Linked DNA regions of Mus musculus: region 2 is linked to region 1. Evidence: chromatin contacts called from public promoter capture Hi-C data. All regions are on one chromosome and are shown on one strand. Each heading gives the region's core, a stretch centred on a gene start, on an enhancer-like site or on the middle of the called end of the contact. The rest is flanking DNA. Distances are from core to core; before and after follow the strand shown. Region 1 holds the start of Car6 (carbonic anhydrase 6). Region 2 holds the start of Eno1 (enolase 1, alpha non-neuron).

The links. Capture Hi-C pulls out chosen DNA fragments and counts their contacts.
Region 2: a promoter capture Hi-C map of adipose tissue shows a contact between it and region 1. The contact joins the promoter of Eno1 here to the promoter of Car6 in region 1. A contact is called at or near these places in 15 of 39 promoter capture datasets (3T3-L1-derived adipocytes, the C10 cell line, the HPC-7 cell line and 10 more), 2 of 15 datasets of contacts at CTCF or cohesin (embryonic stem cells and large pre-B cells), 88 of 484 Hi-C or Micro-C datasets (the AML12 cell line, the AtT-20 cell line, B cells and 67 more), 30 of 115 datasets of contacts at active chromatin or transcription factors (the 230-238 cell line, DN3 thymocytes, the HPC-7 cell line and 19 more) and 4 of 9 other capture datasets (adipose tissue, liver, macrophages and 1 more).

Annotation. Positions count from the first base shown.
Region 1 is chr4:150,199,434-150,203,159 of GRCm38.p6, forward strand. Car6 (carbonic anhydrase 6) reads right to left here and starts at 1,702. Exons shown (of 8, transcript NM_009802.2): 1 at 1,604-1,702. The coding sequence starts at 1,676.
Region 2 is chr4:150,235,533-150,239,258 of GRCm38.p6, forward strand. Eno1 (enolase 1, alpha non-neuron) reads left to right here and starts at 1,665. Exons shown (of 12, transcript NM_023119.2): 1 at 1,665-1,808.

The DNA of each region.
Region 1 (3,726 bases), core at 452-2,951:
GGCTGGTCTCTGAGTTTGAGGCCAGCCTGGTCTACAGAGTGAGTTCTAGGACAGCCAGGTCTACACAGAGAAATGGTATCTCCAAAAACAAAAAAGAAGAAAAGAAAGAAAAGATGGAGGGAGAGAGTTAGGAAGGAAAGGAAGGGTGTCAAATTTATCTTCTAGGAGATAGTTAATAATCCCAAAGCCAGGGTAATGGTGGCCAGTCACTGCAGATGACAGAGACCCTCACCAATGAGGGGGTTTGTTGAGCTATTTGTTTTGGTTTACTTTTGGTTTTTGAGACACGGTCTATCTGTGTAACCCTGGCTGTCCTTAAACTCAATATGTAAAGCAGGCTGGCCTTGAACTCACAAGAGGTCTGGCTGCCCCTGTTCCCTGAGTATGGGATTAGAGAGTCACCATGCGCAGCTCCGTTCAGCGCTTTTTAGTTGTGGATCCTTGCAGGGTAGCTTTGAATGAGCACACAGCTTGTTCTAGTCACGGTGCTCGGGTTGGGGCCTCTTGGTTTGCAGTCAACAAAAAAGTTAATTATTTTCTCCCCACTGCTCAATAATTCAAACCAAGTTTCGAGCACAGCCCCTCCCTTGATCCAGCGCTTTGGGTCTGGGTCTCAAGGCTAGTGGGAAGGAGCCAGGTGCATAGCTCAACTGTAGAGCTTCCGTAGCACATACAAGGCCGGTCTCCAACCCTAGTGCTAGGGGAAAAGAGACAGAGAACCTCAGGCATTCACAAAAGTTACCCTGTTCTCCAGGCCCACTGGGGGGCCGTGAGAGGGAGACCTTCAGTATGGGAATCTACGAAACCATAAGGAAGATGGGGATTTGCCATACGAATCCTCCATCTCATGTCACCCCTGAAGCTCTGCCGGTCTGAAGACACTGAAAAGCCACCATGCTCCCAGGCAGGCGTGCGTTCCATCTCCCAACAGGTAACGTACGGAACTGCCCTCTGAACGGGATTATCTGAGCCTCCACAATGTCCCTGACTGTCACCTTCATCTAGGACTTATAGTCTGCTCTGGATGTGTGTCCTGTGTGAGAGGGAGTTGGTCCTATGTCCCTCTGGCCTCCTGCACCATCCAGCAGCCTACAGCCTCTCCAGGCACTATGACCCCCAACCCAGTTCTAGGAAGCTACAAGTGGGAAGATTCTCCTTGAGGAGTCTGACTGAGCATCTGAAGGTCAGGTCAGTGAGCTCTGGCAGAGGCAAGGTATCCTGGATGAGTTGTGAGCAGGCACATTCCTGAGGAGGAAGCGGTCTGTGATTTAGTAGTCTCTATGAGGCCTTGGTTGTCCTTTCTAGAAGCCATTTTGTCACATATTCTGATACCAATAACAACCTCACAGTGAGAAGTGGGTTCTCAAAGAAGCCAGTCCTGGATGGGGAAAGATTTTAAAGCTGCCAAGTAAAGCCAGGCAGAGGCAGGGAAACCCTGTCTCCTCTTCTCACTCATTGGGGTTTTAAGTCTATTTGTTGTTCATTCAGAGATAGCAAAACACATGTGAACCCACAAGGAGCAGGTGGACCCCGACAGAGGACCCACATGCAGTGCAGAGGGCTGCTTTGTCACTCTGTCCTGAAGTGCCAGGTGTTGGCTTACCTGAATAGCTCCAATCACTGTGGGCCTGGATGCCCAGGAAGAACAGGGACACCACGCTCACCAGGGCCCTCATGGCAGATGCTGTAGCCCTGAATGCAGGACAGGTTCTGGGCTGCACTTCTTTTAAATGCCCAGAAACTGTAAATAACAATTTACCAGGTCCAGCTGGCTGATCCGCCCTTGCTGCGCCCACTGAGCAATAACACCCTCCCCACAATGGCCCTTCTGACTTGGTGCCTGTGCACGTGCCTCACCTCCTCCCAGGGCATTACCATAGCCAATTAGCCCATGTCTGGTTGTTCAACATCTTTGGGAACTCAGTTCAGTGGCCACACAGTGCAGCCATTGTGGACCTTGGATGATGAGCGAGCTGGAGGGATTGAGAAGAGCCCGAGGCACAGCGCACCCGGAAGCAGGGGCTTCCAGGACAGTGGCCTTATGTCCTCTGCCCTTTCTCCTGGCTGCTGAGTGAAGTCACCAGGGTCTGAAAACCATGCCAGATTCCAGTTGGTATTTCCTGCCTGTCCCAGAGTGGACATAAGAACATCCCTGATGGCTCAAGGGTTGACCCCCATTCCCTGGCCAGCTAGGCAACTGGGAAGATAGTCTTATATCCTAGCTTTAGGCAAGAACAGGAGGAGCCCAGTTAGAGGCAGAGATAGGTTTATCCAGCCCTTGACCTTGGAGCCAGGCTTTTCTCTTTTTTTGAAGAGCAGCCAGTGCTCTTAACTTCTGAGCCATCTCTCCAGCCCTCAGCCTGCTTCCTTCCTTCCTTCCTTTCTTTCTTTCTTTCTTTCTTTCTTTCTTTCTTTCTTCCTTTCTTTCTTTCTTTCAAAAATTTATTTATTTTATGTATGTGAGTACACTGTAGTTGCACAGACTGTTGTGAACCTTCATGTGGTTGTTGGGAATTTTAGGACCTCTGCTAGCTCTGGTCGGCCCCACTTGCTTAGTCTCTGCTCGATCCAGCCCAAAGATTTATTTATTATTATAAATAAGTACACTATAGCTGACTTCAGACATACCAGAAGAGAGTGTAAGATCTCATTATCGGTGGTAGTGAGCCACCATGTGGTTGCTGGGATTTGAACTCAGGACCTTCAGAAGAGCAGTCAGTGCTCTTGCCTGCTGAGCCATCTTGCCAACATGGAGCTGGGCTTTTGAGCTACATCTGTACACATGCCTTGGAGACACTGAGGTAGAGGAGGTGTGGGTGCTCCTATGTTCCTGGGGATTTGTTCTGACAGCTACAGTGCACTTGGGAACACCAAGGCTGAGTCCAAAAGTTGCCTGATCCTTGTGCATCTATGTAGATAATGAAAGAGAAATTGGTATTATGCCTGCCTGATTAGCCAGCGTATCCCATGTCCTTCAGAGACGCAAAGGTGTAGGCAGGTGGGGCTCCTGGAGGGAGCTGGCCAGATGCAAAGAACTGATCTGCTCTGGCAGAGAATCGATCTGCTCTCTGGGATAGCAAAGTGGTAGCGTGTCGCTGTAGCAAGTGTATGTGAGGAGGTGGATTGCTCATATTTCAGAGGGCTCCCTGCAGCCATTTATTTCATCAGGGAACATCCATTACTGTGAAGACCCCACTGAAATCCTAAACCCGTGAAGCTCAAGAGCCCAAAGATTCGCAAAGGAACCAGGTACCCAACTACTCTGTGCCTCAGTTTCCCCCTCAGTTTCCAATAGGAGTTTGAGACAGCACACACACACACACACACACACACACACACACACACACAAGGAATTCAGCAGTAGCTTTATGTCCTCAGAGCAGCCTTGAAGCATGGTGGCTGGCATTATTTTTGAACTTCTCATTTTATGACAAGGGAGTGACTTACCGCTATCGCCCCAGTCTGAGGGAGCAGAGGTCACAAAGCACTTCCTCTTCAGCTCTCAGAGCTTCTCCAAATTCAAACCCCACTCTACTGTCTCACCAAGTCCGTCTTGCCCACTCTGCTGAGCCGCTGGCCCTGCAGTAAGGGCCACCTTGCTGACCCCATGAGCCCCATATCTGCTGAAGAGTTTAATAGATCTCCTCATAACTGGGAGTCTGAGGCCGGGAGAGCATCATGAGTTTAAGACAAGATGACTGCCAGGAGTTTGAAGCTAGCCTAAAC
Region 2 (3,726 bases), core at 415-2,914, 36 kb after region 1:
AGTGATGTGTTCCCTTCAGTTCTATAGTGAAGTGTGTGCACGGCAGGAGTTGAAAGCCGATTTCTGTAGTGTTTGAGATGAGATCGGGTCCCTAGGCAGCTCAAGTTTGTCTCGATTTGATGGCTACTTTTTTTCTTTTGATTAGTATTACACATTGTGGTTGGGGATGGAGGTCAGAGGACAGCTTGATCAGGTGTGACTGACTGCAGGTGCCTTTGCCCCTGAGCCATCTCGTGGGTTCCAAGATAGGGTTTTGTTTGTCTGTCTTATTTTAAAATATTGTTTGGTTTTGGGTTTGTTTGTTTGGTTTTTTTTGGACAGGGTTTCTCCTTGTAACTTATCTGTTCAGGAACTAGCTCTGTAGATTAAAGGCTCACATTAGCACTGACTGGCTAGCTATCATCACTTTTATTTTTTCTCTTTTCTTCATTTCTTTCTTTTTCTCTTTTCTTTTCTTTTCTTTCTTTCTTTCTTTCTTTCTTTCTTTCTTTCTCTTTCTTTTTTTTTTTTTTTTGACAAGGTCTCATCACTATGCCCCATCTGAATTAGAATTCACTATGTAGACCAGGCAGGCCTTGAACTCAGAAATCCGCCTGCCTCTGCCTACCCACAGCTGTGGTTAAACACCAGCTTTATTTTCTTCATCAGAAGGGTGAAATGGCTCCACCCTGCGCTTCCGGACGTTTGTCACATCATTGTGGAATATTACTAGTCTAGACTTTTGAGAAATGCGTCGGGACGACTTGAGTATGAGTCTCAAGAACTGGTAGGTCAAGAACATCGAGGCCACAAGCAGGGGAAAGAAGTATTAGATCTTTAAACAAAGGAACATTAACATGGATGAAGAATAAATCCACACTGAGCTAGTACACCAGAGAAGTAAGGAAAGTTCTAAAGTAGGGTGGAGTGGCTGGGTGGGTGTAGCACAAAGGTACTGCCTTATTAGCGTGAGCTGGACAGTAGGATTCGGTACCCTCCACACAGTAACAAATGATTAGGTAATATTAAGGGAAAGGTCACTTTCCCTTGGCTACCTCGGCCTGAGACTCACTACAGCAAGGACAAAAGGACGGGGTCACCTTGGCAGATGGCACCAGAGAGCCAGGACCAGCGGCGAGGGCGCTCAGTGCGCAGGCGCAGTATCCATGCATTTCCCCCTCATCCCCCCCACCCCCACCCAATTCCACGCGGGAGTGAGGCCCTCTGGCCGCGCATCAACGTTTCCACACCGCCGGGGGCTCCAGAACCTCCCGGTGGGGGGTTGGCCGGCTGGAGGGCCGAGCCGCGAAGGTCATCAGCAAGGTCGTGGGCCGGACGTGTGGCGCCGCAGCCACGCCGAGTGCGTGTGAGACTCGGAGTACGTGCGGCGGGCTCAAGCCCTCATGCCCGCCGCGCAGCCCAGCCCCGCCCCGCCCCGCATCCGGGCTCCGTAGACCCTCGGCCGGGCCCCAGGTTCCCAGCCGGAGGCTCGCCAGGCATTCCAGCTATGCCCCAAGCAGGCTAGGCCCAGAAAGGCAGGACAACCCCCGCCCCCGTGCCCTCGCCCCTAGTCTGGGCAGGCCGAGCGGCCGCCTCGGTCACGCTCTTCTATTGGAGTGATGGCACGCTGAGCCAATGGGGAGGCGGCGCGGAGGGAGGGCGGGCCCGAAAGGGGAGAACTGGGCGGGGCTTAACGAGCAGGAAAGGAAGACAGAGTGGGAGGCGCTTAGTGCTGCTCCGGTACAGGGTCGCGCTCGCGTCTGTCCTTAAGGCTCTCCTCGGTGTCCACGGCACCCTCTTTCCTTGCTTTGCAGCGATCCTACTGCCAGGTATGGTCCTTGTCTCCACCGGGGTCAGCTCTCCTACTAGCTTCGCTTGGGGACCCGGTGGGCACGTGCACCCACTAGCCTGGGCGGGAGCCGCTATCCGGGGAGCACTCGGGTCAGCCTCGTGGAAGGACGCAGGCTCTTGGAGGGTGGAGGTGTGAGCCCCACCAGTGATCACCGAGTTTCAGGGTTGCAATGTAACCGGGTTCCCAAGCAGACAACAGCAAATGCAGACCACGGATGATCGCGGCCGTGGAGAATAGAAAAGTACTTTCTGTGTAGTTAAGTGGAAGGTTTCAGAGGGAGGGAGAGCAACTTAAACCCCCGATGCTCATTAAATCCTTTCTCAGAATGGAAGGGCCAGAAATAAGGATGCCCAAGAGGCAGAGCGCCACACCCTAGTAGATCCTGCTGGGGCTGTAGCTCCTGGACCGCAATCGAGCGTCACTGGGCGGGAGTGGTCCAGCCCATCTCTGCTGTGGAATATTCCTGACCTGTGAGTGTCGGTTAGGTACTAAGAGTAGAGGAAATTGCAGCAGTCCCGTTGGATAATTGGGAAGCCCTCAGGAGACCTCGACGCAATTAGGCAAGAGCTACAGGTTTCCTGGGTGGCTACTAGCCGGCCGTGAACTGACTTAAGATGCATTTAAGAAAACTTCCTGTTCGTTCTGGCCTAGGCAGTGTGGTTCCTTGGCTGACTCGCTTTCGGGATAGACCACAGCTAGTCTGCTGATTAGCCTGACCGATAGGTCCACTTTTCTGCCCTTGGTCTGGCGTTCAATCCAGATAAAGACAGAGTGGGTGAGATTTTCTTCCTTTGGTTAAATACGTTTGCTGCCTAGCCTAAAGATCCAAGCTAGATAAAAAGGGTGGAGGGAGGGATCAACTCCTACAAGTTGTAAGGTCTTTGCAGAGCAAAGTGTGGCACGTGGGTGCTCCTCCGCCCCCATAAAGGAACCAGCCATGGAGATGCACACATGAAAGTGTAGCGCTAGGGATGCTGAGGCTGGAGGATCACTGAGTTCTGGTCAGTCTGGCATTCATAGAATCGGGCGAGTAAGAGAGAAGACAAAAGAGTATGGTTGAGGAATAGTAAGGTTTTGTAACATGGTAGGTAAAAAGTAGATACTTTATTCTTGGTGAGTGTACAAAGATCCTTTGTCTTAGAGAAGACAAAACCACAGAAGTAACTTCTGTGGAAAAAAAAGCTGCCTTTGCTTCAGTGCTTGCCACAAAAGATGTGAGGAACCTAGTTAGATAATAATAGCCTCTGAATGCTGTATTGTCTTCATGTCTCATCCAGTTTAGCTACAGAATCTATTTGGTTTCTTTCTTGGAAAGCCTGCTGGGGAAGAAGTAAGAAAGGGACTTGCAGTTTGTTGCCAAATATCCTCTTCCTCTCAGGATGTTTTTCTAATTAAACATCTACTTTGAATACCTTTTAAAAGCGAGACAAGGTGCCCTTTTGAAATGTACTAACCAGAAGTCCTAGCTCTTGCCTAAATATGGCGGAGATTGAACCCAGGACCTCCCACGTGCTAGCCAGCATGGCCACCAGGCCAAGAATGGCAGGATCATTGACCACAGGCCAAGGAGTTTGGGGTTCTGGCCTCCTGCCTCACACTTTCTTACTGGTTATCAAATCTGTGTCAGCTGAATATTCTGCTCTTGTCATGGGTGCAATTTGATGAATTAGGGTTTCTCTTTTTCCCACAATTAAACTGCTTTGAAATGTCACATTTCCCTCTGGTCTCCAGGTCAGTTTAACCTCTGACCTTCCTTCACTGTTGCTTCCCACTTCCTTCTCTGTGGAGCCAGAACACTGTTCTATGCAGTCAGAGGATTTAATTTGCCCACAGTACAGGTAGCTTCTGAGGGCTTTCTGTAGGAGTGGTTTATTTCATTGTGCCATGTTGACCTC